2 separate regions of the Nomascus leucogenys genome follow, and region 2 is linked to region 1. The links are chromatin contacts, called in public Hi-C maps. All regions are on one chromosome and are shown on one strand. Each heading gives the region's core, a stretch centred on a gene start, on an enhancer-like site or on the middle of the called end of the contact. The rest is flanking DNA. Distances are from core to core; before and after follow the strand shown. Region 1 has its middle 11 kb from the start of GPR19. Region 2 has its middle 31 kb from the start of GPR19.

The links. A called contact is a pair of places that touch in the nucleus more often than the background predicts.
Region 2: a Hi-C map of an unstated tissue shows a contact between it and region 1, with 1.7 times the contacts expected there. The contact joins two enhancer-like sites. A contact is called at or near these places in 2 of 4 Hi-C or Micro-C datasets (a lymphoblastoid cell line and an unstated tissue).

Annotation. Positions count from the first base shown.
Region 1 is chr23:21,123,674-21,130,303 of Asia_NLE_v1, reverse strand. No RefSeq gene overlaps it. Among named protein-coding and RNA genes, the nearest start is that of GPR19, 11 kb to the left of the region's middle. Within about 2 kb of position 4,518, the one cell type or tissue checked has an H3K27ac peak away from gene starts, as active enhancers do. A contact at or near this core is called in a lymphoblastoid cell line, where this site is marked.
Region 2 is chr23:21,165,532-21,172,486 of Asia_NLE_v1, reverse strand. No RefSeq gene overlaps it. Among named protein-coding and RNA genes, the nearest start is that of GPR19, 31 kb to the right of the region's middle. Within about 2 kb of position 5,011, the one cell type or tissue checked has an H3K27ac peak away from gene starts, as active enhancers do. A contact at or near this core is called in a lymphoblastoid cell line, where this site is marked.

The DNA.
Region 1 (6,630 bases), core at 3,269-5,768:
GCTGAAGTCTATTCCTCTCTTTGAGTGGTCATCTTGGTCAGGTCCAGTGATGACTCGCTGCTGGCTTCTCTTGTCTTTTTTTTTTTTTTTTTTTTTGGTAACATTAGCCAGGTTAATGGCAGGGTTTTGCCATGTTGCCCAGACCGGTCTTGAACTCCTGGGCTCAAGCGATCCTCCTGCTTTGGTCTCCCAAAGTGCTAGGATTACAGGTGTGAGCTACTGCGCCTGGTTCAAATTTATTTTCTTGCATCCCCAAAAGAGGCAGAAAGAAAGATGGACTGGATACCCTCATTTATAGAACCAGAACCCCATACTGGTACAATATGAAAGTTTCTGAAAAAGGTCCAACAGGTATTTGATATCCACAGAGCACAAGAGACCTAATTATAGTTTTGTTTTTTTTTTCTCCAACTGGGCTTAAGCCCCTTTCTCCTTTGCTTTCTGAGCAAAAGTACTACTGGCCTCCAGCAGCTGAAAAAGCCCTTAAGAAACTGAAGCATTACTTGTCTTTGGCTCTAGTCCTGGCTCACTCTAACTCATAAAAACCTTTAAAGACACAGACCAATCTGTCCAGCATTCCTGTCGGTCCCAGGAAGATTCTCTGTCACTCATGTGTGCCTGCTTTTCAAGAAAAGGAACCCAATTAAAGACAGGTAACTTCACGTGGCAAAAGATATTCTTGGCCATTATCACTACCTTTTTTGTCCTATGTTCAATAACTAAAGTAGTATGGTGATTTCAACTTCTGAATTATTTATAAACCTAGAAACCAGAATTGTCCTACTAGCAAGTAACTTGTCTCTTAAAAGCTGAAATTGCTGGCCATGCCACTTCTATTCCAAGTGATTTTCTGTTCCTTGAAAGGCTACAAAGGCAGGCTTGAACCTCACCTTTCTCATCTGTTAATAATAACAAAACCACTTGTGTGGTCATAGCAGCCACATCAACCCTGATAGGCTACAGGAAAACACTTCATTATCAATGCCCTGCTGCACGTGCATTCCTGTGTATAGCAGACTCTCATTGGAAAAGAACCCACATTTCAATCATGCCTTGATGCCCTCCCCAACCAATGAGGTATTGCAGGTTGTAAAGGTCCACCCCAACCCACTACTGCCATCAGCCCTGCTGATGGCCCAAGATTCACCATGTGTAATGCAATAAAGACATCATTATCTGTGTTGCCTGTGCTAGATCAAAAGACCAGCTTGGGAGACTGAAACTCTTCTATCTCTACAGCTAAGCCTGTGTATCCTGGCAATTATACTAATGGCTTTATCAATGACCTTTCCCAAATTAGTATGTTAACCCCATTCTTATCACAGTGGCCTCCCTCCTGAATAGAGCTCATGATGCCCTACTTATCTGCCTGTCTCAAGCTCTAAACTTCATTCCTCCAAACGTGTTTTCCAAAACGTAGTCTTGCTCTATCGCCTAGGCTGGAGTGCAATGGCGCGATCTTGTCTGACTGCAACCTCCGCCTCCTGGGTTTAAGCAATTCTCCTGCCTCAGCCTCCAGAGTAGCTGGGATTACAGGAGCGTGCCACCACGCCCAGCTAATTTTTGTATTTTTAGTAGAGACGGAGTTTCACCATGTTGGCCAGGCTGGTCTCAAACTCCTGACCTCGTGATCCCCCTGCCTCGGCCTCCCAAAGTGCTGGGATTACAGGCGTGAGCCACCATGCCTGGCCCTAGAGGGAACTCTTAAAGCAGTGGCTGTCAACCTTAGTTGCAAAATGGAGAGCTTTAAGAAAGTACTGATGGCCAGGTGTGGTGGCTCACGCTTGTAATCCCAGCACTTTGGAAGGCCGAGGCGGGTGGATCACGAGGTCAGGAGATCGAGACCATGGTGAAACCCCGTCTCTACTAAAAAATACAAAAAATTAGCTGGGCGTGGTGGTGGGTGCCTGTAGTCCCAGCTACTCGGAGAGGCTGAGGCAGGAGAATGGCGTGAACCCGGGAGGCGGAGCTTGCAGTGAGCCGAGATTGTGCCACTGCACTCCAGCTTGGGCGACAGAGCGAGACTCCGTCTCAAAAAAAAAAAAAAAAAAGTACTGATGTTTGGGCTCCACTCGCAGAGATTCTGATTTAATTGGTCTAGGGTAAAGCCAGGGCATTAGGATTTTTTTAAGCTCCCAAGGTGATTCTAATGTGTGGGCATGGTAGAGCACCTGTCTTTTTTTTTTTTTTTTTGAGACGGAGTCTCGCTCTGTCGCCAGGCTGGAGTGCAGTGGTGCGATCTTGGCTCATTGCAAGCTCCGCCTCCCGGGTTCACGCCACTCTCCTGCCTCAACCTCCCGAGTAGCTGGGACTACAGGTGCCCACCACCACGCCCGGCTAATTTTTTGTATTTTTTTTTTTTAGTAGAGACGGGGTTTCACCGTATTAGCCAGGATGGTCTCGATCTCCTGACCTCGTGATCCGACCGCCTTGGCCTCCCAAAGTGCTGGGATTAGAGGCGTGAGCCACCGAGCCCGGCCTGGTAGAGTACCTGTCTTAAAGCTCCCTAAATACAGACAGACCTAGGATGCATAGAGCATCCACAATTCAATTGGTAGGTGGCGTGTACTTTATACTAAGTTCTATGCTACCTCGTTTTGTCATTACAATAATCCTATGGCACAGGCACTATTATCCTTATTTTACAAATAGAGAAACTGAGATTCAGACAGTCACACAGAGTGATCGGCAGACCCTAAAGTCAAAGCCCAGGTCTGATTCCCAATTGTACACACTTTATATGACATCATATCGAGATGTCATGCCTCTCAGAGCTGGATGATCCCACTCCCTAAAACAAGACACCCAGGCTTCAACCCTGAAATCCTATTCCATTGCCTCCATGGATTTTTCCTGCAGCATTTTCCTATGCACTTCACACATACAGCGCAGCTGCCAGGATATACTTCAGGCTGCCAAAATGAAATGAAATCACTTTATTGGTAAGTGACTACCATGCCTGGCTCTTTACTGAAGTACTTCGATTCTATATATTCACACTGGGATCCTTCTCCATCACTGCTAGCTTCAATCCTGTGGCTTTCCATATTTAGTTTTTCTTACAGATAAAGTGATACTGTTTACCTATCAGCCATTCGTTTGTTGGAGTAAAATTACGTATTCCATCAGCATTCTTCTGCCTTGTACTCCAGATAGTATACAAAGAATCAAAATATACTAGCTAAGTGGCATAGAATTGCTGCCAATATCAAGATGGACTCTAATATCTAGTGAACTGGGAGGCTAGAGGCTAGAAGTATGTACTTTTGTAAGATGTCAGTGACACATCTGAGTAATGTGGTAGCTAAATGCCACCATTTCATTCCATGAAATCCACATTTCATTCCGGCTAAAGAGTAAAGCTGGTGAGAGGTGGGAGGGGCCAGGAGGCTCCATCGGAAGGAGGCAGACACTTCAGGTGTTGGGCGGTACCTTTAAGATGTTGCAGGGCCAAATCCAATGCCTGTGCATGTGTCCCATATATGCTGAGAGACAAAAAGAGGTCAGATTGGTCAGATCCCTCCAGACAGTTCCCAAATTCCTGACTTCTGTTACCGCGACTGTTCTTCCCAATTCCACCTCGGCCTGTGTTCAGGACTGTGGCTTTTAGAATCTTCCTCATTCCATTCCATTAGGGGCGTCCCGATTTCCACCTTATATACACCATGTACTAAATGCATGCCATTTCTGCCTGTTTACAAACATGCATAAGTTCACACTCTTTTAAGAAAAATGTCCTCTACTGTCAACTTCCTTCTAGTCTGGCCTCCCAGGTAGGCTAGAGCTATACTGCCTTGATTTACCTTCACTTACCTCTCAAATCTTCCCATCTTCTCCTTCCCACTGTATTACCTTAGCTCACACTCACATCCTCTTGGTCACCAGCCGAAAAATAAATAAAACTCCTTTGTCCCTTCAGATTTCTCTCTTATTCTACAGCCTCATTGATTGGCTCTCCCGCTCCCACTCCTTTACTACTTTATTCGCTGAAACCTCCCCTCACAGAGTTCACGGCCAATATAAAAACGGAAAGAAGGGATGACTTGTATGGTCATCCCTTTTGGTGGACTTTTGCCTGCAAAATCTCATAGAATGTGGTGGTGTGTACTTGAATCCATCACATCAACGCAACGGACACTCCCCAAGGGCCAAATTGGACCGCCTCTGACTAGGCGGAAAGTTTTGGAACTTTCGCGCGCTAAAACTGATGAGCCAGACGCATGCGCAAACGTACACTCCCGAGGTCGCTCTTCTCCTCAGGCAGATCTCGCGTGGTTTGGTGATGGCCGGCTAGTAGGAAGGTTTTCTGTGGCGTTGAGATCCTCCAGCCTTTTTTTTTTTTTTTTTTTTTTTTTTTTTTTTTTTTGCTTTCCCAGTGGATTAGGATTAGTGCTGCAGTCAAATGAAAAAGGTCAAGACAAAAAATTAGGCCACTATAACTAGCCGACAGGCTAGCGGCATTTCTCGGGGGCCGAGGAATTCCACGAAGATCTCTGCGGGGCCCGGTAGGCCGCGCAACTAGTTCTTCAGAAACAAAATTTTTTTAAAAAGTAAAAATAGAGGAAGTCAGCCAGTTTATCACCTTGGAACCAGCGTTTTGTTTGGCTTTTCCGCTTTTCACTCTACGAGAAAGCCCATTGGCGGCTACCCAGGTTACCGTCCTGTTGCCATTGCGCCTGCGCGGCGGTTTGTTTACCAGTCCAGGCGAAGCGCTGTGTCCCGGTTCTCGCCTCCCCGAGCGCCTTGGTTTGCTCCCTTGACGTGTAATTCATAATGAAAGTCATGTTTTCATTTGGGAGCACGGATCGGAGGTTTAAAACTGGACAGTTTAAGTGTCAACTTGAGACCAAAGAAAATAATGGTAGTGAAAACACTGGACACTCAGAAATCGGTGCCGCGTCAGAGCTGTCACGGAAGATGTTTATAATGAACCTGAGGAAAACAATAGCACCACCCTAACCAGAACTAAAAATTGGCAAGCAGCCACAGTTAATCAAACTCATAGGTGGCATTTAGTTACTGATTTAGAATGTAGGCCCCGTTATGGTAAAAATGCAAATAAGACCAAACCTAAGGTCATCTTGCTCGAGCAAACCTCAAGCAAAACCTACATGATTTAAGGCTGGCTCTTGAAGCAAGTAAAAAAAAAAAAAAAAAAAAGGCAGCCATGCAAAATTTGAAACTTAGAGACGACTCTAGAAGCATTAACCCAAGAAAGCACGAGCCAACAAACAAATTTTTGAAATGATTTGAAGAGCTCTTCAAAGTCAGTTTCAGGTGTCTTAGAAGAGGATGTTGCTTATAAAATGAGATCTGATGGAAACTTGTTTTACAGATATGACTGGATTTGTTTGAAAACAAAAAAAGGCAGGCAAAGTGACTTTTTAAAAAGTATTTTTATGGAAGGATTTCTAATGATACATTTTAATGTGCTCAAAAAACAACCTTAAATAACTGGTAGATTCAGCCAAACCTGGATCACTATTATCTTAGAGTTGGATAAAAGCATAAATGTTAACAATTTGGCAATTTTATTAGACTCTGTTATGTTTTTGAATGGTGAATTTGAAGACTTCAACTTGTAACAAGAAATTTTCTAAAAGGAAAGTGGGATTTTCAAGAGATATGAAATTAAGCAGAGAATATGTATGGACATGTGAGCAGATGGAACCAAATTTTGAAAGCTTTGCATGTGTCCAGCATCGGTCACAGAAAATCCTTTTATCTCAAGAAGCTAGCCTCTGGATTTTCTCATGTTCAATATGATAAAATTCAGTAAATCCAGCAGCTTGAATACCTTTTAACACAAATTTGTACCAAAATGGGAAGTAACTTTAAAATCCCGCTCCATTAGCTAGAGGTACTCTGACTTGGTTAAGGTAAGGTGAAAATCGGTTTTCCAAGCCAGTATTGAACTGGCATTTTCATCATGAAGAAAAAAAAATGCAGATAAAGTGAATGGGTATCTTGTTCACTTTAATGATTAAGACTAACTCAGAAAGCTGGCTTACTTTGTCAAGGCAAACAACCAGTATGAAACAAACTGAATACTCTCATTGCACATAATGAGAAGGCTTGAATGAAAATTAAGTATGGGAGTGGAAGAGCTGATAAAGAACAGTGACTTCTTTGAGACTCCTAGTTCATTTACATGAAAATTATAGTGTAAGAATAGTAAGTTGTCAAATAAAACATTTTTCTTCACTGAAAAAAAATCTTTGGTGAGTAATATAAACTGACTGATGGATTGGTAATTTAGTCTGCCCTGTGAGTCAGAAAATATGCTTACCAAAATTTCCACTATCCGTAGCTGAAAAAGTTAATCATGCCATTTCTTTAGCCAGTATTCTGGGCATGCTCCCCTGTGATTACCCTGATACTGTAAAGTAGTGAAAAAACTGATGCCATCTGTATCCACATATTTATGTGAATCTGAGTTCTCGAATTCTTGTGACCCCAGGACAAATGAAAGAAATTGCCAAATAATGAATCTGATATGCATCCCCAATTACTCAAACTTGGTTAAAACCACACAATTTAACCTTATTAACTGAATGATAGGACATTTTTTTCATGATCGATAAAGCATTTTTTTTTTTTCTCAAGACAGTCTTGCTCTGTCACCCAGTC
Region 2 (6,955 bases), core at 3,762-6,261, 42 kb before region 1:
ATTAGGTAAGATGAAAATAGAATGGCTCTACAAGTCTGAGATGTGCCAATATCATTTTAAGTAAACATGGCTTTTAGAAGCTTGCTGTTTTTTTTTTTTTTTTTTTTTTTTTTTTTAGTAAAAAATGTAATCAGTTGTGTACTGATAGATGTTTAACAACTGACTCTTGGTTGGGGGGAGGCCTAATTTGTAGTATTTGCCAATTTCTGGGGTGGAAATATTCCCACCATAGTTGGTTTCAAGCTACTGTGCTCTTAACCAGCTCCCAAAGTTTTTGAAAATTTAGGATTGGCTCTTGCAAGTGTGTATGAGCCAGTTGTACATCATGGGATAACCTATATGGTATAAGGATGGGATATCAGTTAGGAATCTCTCGGCTGCAAGTAAAGAATACACAACTAAAGTTCACATAAATAATAAAGACCTATCTGACATAATAAGTCTGAGGACTACAGTGGCTCAACAATGTCATTAAACAGTTTACAAATATCATGGCAAAGTCAGGAAGTTACCCTATATGTGGTCTAAAAAGGGGAGGCATGAATGATCCACCCCTTATTTAGCATATAATCAAGAAATAACCACAAAAATGGGCAACCAGCCGCCCTTGGGCTGCTCTGTCTATGGAGTAGCCATTCTTCTTTTTTTTTTTTTTCTTATTTTGAGACAGAGTCTTGCTCTGTCGCCCAGGCTGGAGTGCAGTGGCACAATCTCAGCTCACTGCAACTTCTGCCTCCTGGGTTCAAGTGATTCTCATGCCTCAGCCTCCCAAGTAGCTGGGATTACAGGTGCCCGCCACCAGGCCTAGCTAATTTTTGTATTTTTAGTAGAGATGGGGTTTCACCATGTTGGCCAGGCTGGTCTTGAACTCCTGATCTCAAGGGATCTGCCTGCCTTGGCCTCCCAAAGTGCTAGGATTACAGACTTGAGCCACCGTGCCCAGCTCATTCTTTTATTCTTTACCTTCCTAATAAACTTGCTTTCACTTAAAAAAAAAAATGACATTAAAAACCCAGAATCTTTCCTTCCTTCTGCTCCACCATCCTCTGCAGATTGGCTTTCACCCTCAGCTTACCTGCTCATGGTTGTAAGACAACTGCTCCAGGCATCACTCTCACAACCATGATCTAAGGAGGAAAAGGAGTTTTTTCTTGCTGCTGTTAATGGTGGAGGGTCTCCAGGTTCTTGACGTTTTGATCAAAGAATTGGACAAAATGCACAAGCAAAGCAAGGAAAGAATGAAGGGTTTTACTGAAAATGAAAGTACACTTCACGGTGTGGGAGCGGGCCTGTGCATAGGGGCTCAAAGACTCTGTTACAGAGTTTTTGTGAGCTTAAATACCCTCTGCTTGGGGTATGCCCTATGTAAATGAAGAGGATGAAGTAAAGTTACAAAGTCATTTACTCAGTATATGCCCTATGGAGAGGATATTTCCTGTCATAGCTGAAGTGTGAATCAGCCTTATGTTCCCTGCCTCCAGACCCTAATTTCTGCCTCACTACTTCATCTTATTAGGGAGAAAAACCTTTCCCAGATGCCCCCTCAACAGACTAATCTTTACATCTCATCGGCCAGAAGTTTGGGCTAGATGAATACCAATAAGCCATTCACTGATAAGAGGGAATGGAATTGCCATGATTGGCTTAAACACAGTTAATCCCTTAAAACCAACTAACCTTGCCTTCATTGCTACTTCACACCTGAACAAAATCAGTGCCGTTGGCAAGGAAGGGACTGGCTGTTAGGAAGTACAAGCAACAATGTCTACCACAACAAACCAATGCAGTTAACTGTGGAATAAACCAGACATCATCAGTAAACAAATGACTGAGCTTTGGGAGAACTTCCTAAATTCCAATTAAGGTGACTTTGGTAGACTCTCAAGAAAGCATACCTAAATGTGATATAATTTATTAAGTACAAACCAATTCTGCCCTCTTATGAGAATATATGACTAGATGGAGGATGATCAGAACAAAGAAAATGGAAATCAAAAGAGTCAGAAGGTGGTAGAGTTTATTCAGCATTCTTCAGAAAAAGGCTACGAATATGGCGTACAAAAGTCTAGTTGTCAAAGAGGTACATGCAAATATCGGGCTGAGATGGTTCGTTAGGTCCTTTCATGGCCTGAATGAAATAAATATATTTCAAAATACTACAGTACTATAGAGGCTGATTCTTTTTTTTTTTTTTTTCTTTTTGAGACAGGTTCTGGTCTGTTGCCTAGGCTGGAGTGGAAAGGCATAATCTCAGCTCACTGCAACCTTTGCCTCCTAGGCTCAAGTGATCCTCCCACCCCAGCCTCCCAAGTAGCTGGGACTACAGGCAAGCTCCACCATACCCAGTTAATTTTTTTGTAGAGATGGGGTCTCGCCATGTTGTCCAGGCTGGTCTCAAACTCCTGGGCTCAAATGATCTGCCTGCTTTGGCCTCCCAAAGTGCTGGGATTACAGGCGTGATCCACAGTTAGCCACTGTGCCTGGCCAGTTCCCATTTGATTTATTTATTTATTTATTTATTTATTCATTCATTCATTCATTCATTCATTTATTGAGATGGAGTCTTGCTCTGTCACCCAGACTGGAGTGCAGTGATGCTATCTGGGCTCACTGCAACCTCTACCTCCCAGGTTCAGGTGATTCTCCCGCCTCAGCCTCTCGAGTAGCTGGGATTACAGCTGTGCGCCACCATACCCAGCTAATTTTTTGTATTTTTAGTAGAGACAGGGTTTTGCCATATTGGCCAGGCTGATCTCGAACTCCTGACCTCAGGTGATCTGCCCGCCTCGGCCTCCCAAAGTGCTGAGATTACAAACGTGAGCCACCACACCTGGCCCCCATTTTAAATTAAATACTTCTTTCCTTTGACAAAATTAATTCTAGATGAGCAAAGATGTAAACATACTACAAAACCAAAACCAGTCAGGCGCGGTGGCTCATGCCTGTAATCCCAGCACTTTGGGAGGCTGAGGTGGGCGGATCATGAGGTCAGGAGATCGAGACTATCCTGGCTAACACAGTGAAACCCCGTCTTCACTAAAAATACAAAACATTAGCTGGGCGTGGTGGCACGCACCTGTAGTCCCAGCTACTCGGGAGGCTGAGGCAGGAGAATCTCTTGAACCCGGGAGGTGGAGGTTGCAGTGAGCTGAGGTTGCGCCATTGCACTCCAGCCTGGGCAACAAGAGCAAAACTCTGTCTCAGAAAAATAAAAAAAAAAAAAACAAAATACCCTGCAAACAAAGAAACAAAACCAAAACCAAAACACCTATAAAAATCCTAAGAGGAAACATGGAAAATAAAAGGAAAAAATCAGAGTCAGGGGGGCTTTTTAGGCAAGACCCACAAGACTGATAAATGGACTACAGAAAAGTGTCTGTTTGAAAAAATGCCATAACAAAGCTATATAAAATATCTTTGATATGGTTTGGATTTGTGTCCCTGCCCAAATCTCATGTTGAATTGCAACCTCCAACCTCCAGTGTTGGTGATATGGAAGTGGGGGCAGGGAAGTGCTGGCTAGAGAAAGGCAGGTCCCTGGTGAGGGCTCCACCCCTAGGCCTGTGCCTGCGGACCTATGTGAGAACTGGGACTCCTGCCTTCGTGCCCAAATGTTGCATTTCCCAGGACCACCCTGACCCACCGCACCCCCATCCTGTGCCTATAAAAACCCCCAAGACCCTAGCAGGCAGGCACCCCAGCGGTTGGATGTCCAGAGAAACACATTGGCAGAGGAATACACAAATGGCTGGATGTTGAGAGGATGTCAAGAACACATTGACAGGCACGCTGGCATGCCAGCAAGCCACCAACCAGCAGAACGACGTGGAGTTTGGGGGGGGGGGGGGCGGTTGGAGGAGAGCCCGGGCCGCTGAGCGGCCCGACTCCAGGAGAAAACCATCTCCCTTCTGGCTCCACCATCTGCTGAGAGCCACTACCACTCAGTAAAACCTTGCACTCACTCTCCTAGCCCACGTGCGATCTGAGTCTTCCAGTACACCAAGGCAAGAATCCCAGGATACAGAAAGCCCTCTGTCCTTGTGATGAGGCAGGGGTCTAATTGAGCTGACTAACACAAGCCGCCTGTGGATAGCTAAACTAAAAGAGCACCCTGTAACACACACCCACCGGGGCTTCAGCTGTAAACATTCACCCCTAGACACTGCCATGGGGTTGGAGCCCCATAGCCCGCCTGTCTGTATGCTCCCTGAGAGGTTTGAGGAGTGGGGCACTGAAAAAGTGAGGCACACCCCCATTGCATGGCCTGCGAGGGGGACAAGGGAACTTCTCTTGTTTCACTGGGAGGTGATTGGATCATGGGGGCAGATTTCCCCCTTGCTGTTCTCGTGATAATGAGTGAGTTCTCACGAGAGCTGGTTGTTTAAAAGTGTGTGGCATCTCCCACCTTCTCTTCCTCCTCCTTGGCCTTGTAAGATGTGCCTGCTTCCCCTTTATGTGCCTGCTTCCCCTTTACGCCATGATTGTAAGTTTCCTGAGGCCTGCCCAGCCATGCTTCCTGTACAGCCTGTGGAACGGTGAGTCAATTAAACCGCTTTTCTTTACCCAGTCTCAGGCAGTTCTTTATAGCAATGCTTGAATGGACTTATATAGAAAATTGGTACCAAGAAGTGGGGGCATTGCCATACAGATAGCTGAAAATGTGGAAGTGACTTTGGAACTGCATACCAGGCAGAGGTTGGAACAGTTTGGAGGGCTCAGAAGAAGACAGGCAGACTTGAGGCCAGGAGTTCAAGACTACCCTGGGCGGCAAAGCAAGATTCCATCTCTACTAAAAAATAAAATATATATATATATAAAAGAGGCTTCTTCTGAGAAAGAAAATATAGAGCACTTGAAGTGTTCAATTGTGCAAAAAAGTTCAGAATAGCCCAGATTGTAGGGGCTTACTTTAAAATAAATTTAACTGCCTACTTACTAGCAGCATATGAACATTCACTTGTGGGGAAATTCTAGATACACTGCTATGAAAAAGTCCATGAATTCTCTGTGTCAATGATGAAAAGAGCGGAAAAGGAAAAGACAGGCCCTGGCAAGTGTGGGTGGCACTAATGCCAGCTTGGTGGTCTGATGGAGTTTTTTGAAAATGATCACATTTGTAAAATGGGTTTAAAACAATATTTTGACTAGTCATTTCATGTCTGAAAAGGGTATTATTTTGGAATTTCCTCCAGTGTTTAAATGCTTTGTGTTTTGAACACACTGATTGATTACTTAATCTACAGCTGCTTCTGGGCGCTCAGCAATTTTCCCTGTCTTGTTGCTATGAGACGAGGACTTCTCTGAATTCGCCAGTGTGACAGGCATCGTGAAGAGGTGGTGGGCTCTGTCCACAAGTCACAGTGCCATCAAGCGGTCATTCTGTAAAACTGTCAGAGGAAGTCGGTTCGTTTCCACTGTTCTCTAATTACCGCACTCTAAAGTCATCATTTTCACAGATGAATTAGCAGGCTAAATGAACAGTGAAGGCTTATGTATTCCTTTCATATTCTCCTGCACACAGTTTGGATTTTTAAAAATCGAATACATCCAGCCTGGCCAACATGGTGAAACCCCGTCTCTACTAAAAATACAAAAAAATTAGCAGGGCGTGGTGGCACGGGGCCTGTAATCCCAGCTACTCAGGAGGCTGAGGCAGGAGAATCGCTTGAACCTGGGAGGCGGAGGTTGCAGTGAGCCAAGATGAGTGCAGTGGCAGATCTCAGCTGCAACCTCAGCCTCCTGGGTAGCTGGGACTACAGGCACGTGCACCACACCTGGCTGATTGTAGAGACGAGGGGTCTCACTATGTTGCCCAGGCTGGTCTCAAACTCCTGGGCTCAAGCGATCTGCCTGCCTGGCCTCCCAGAGTGCTGAGGAATAAATAAAACTAATGTATTAAAAAATAAATGAATCAGGCCGGGTGCCGTGGCTCATGCCTGTAATCCCAGCACTTTGGGAGGCCAAGGTGGGGGGATCACAAGGTCAAGAGTTCGAGACCAGCCTGGCCAATATGGTGAAACCCCATCTCTATTAAAAATACAAAAATTAGCTGGGCTTGGTGACACATGCCTGTAGTCCCAGCTGCTTGGGAGGCTGAGGCAGGAGAATTGCTTGAACCCAGGAGAAGGTGGTTGCAGTGAGCCGAGATTGCACCACTGCACTCCAGCCTGGGTGACAGAGTGAGGCTCCGTCTCAGATAATAAATAAATAAATAAATAAATAAATAAATAAATAAAACCACAGCAAGCCAAATGGCAAAGTTGAAAGAAAGTTGAGGCCGGGTGCGGTGGCTCACGCCTGTAATCCCAGCACTTTGGGAGGCCAAGGTGGGCGGATCACGAGGTCAGGAGATCGAGACCATCCTGGCTAACACAGTGAAACCCCGTCTCTACTAAAAATACAAAAAATTAGCTGGGTGTGGTGGCGGGCACCTGTAGTCCCAGCCACTCAGGAGGCTGAGGCAGGAGAATAGTGTGAATTTGGGAGGCAGAGCTTGCAGTGAGCAGAGATGGCACCACTGCACTGCAGCCTGGGGGACAGAGCGAGACTCCATCTCAAAAAAAAAAAGAAAGGAAGTTGAACTGGTGGGTAGGAGACATTGTAGGTTAGCCCTAACTTCACCTCTCTTGGTCTCAATTTCTGCTTCTAACTAATGAAGGGCTTGGGCTAGGTCTCCCAACATCCCGTCTGCTCTAAAAGTGTCTAATTCCTTGCTTCTTTTATGTATGGTTTTCAGAGGAGCATAACCTGGAAGCGGATCCTGGTCAGGTCTCCCCAGCTGAGCTTGGTTATGTGGCTTCAGAGTGAGCTTGCGCAAATGGCAGCAAGTATGGAAGGGGGGAGGTGAAATTGCCAGCAGTCTCTGGCAAACGACTCCACTCCCCACTTGCTTGGTGGAGATGGGCCTCCACCAAGGATAAAATTGTCATTCCTGAGGGAGAAGTCTGGCCTGGGG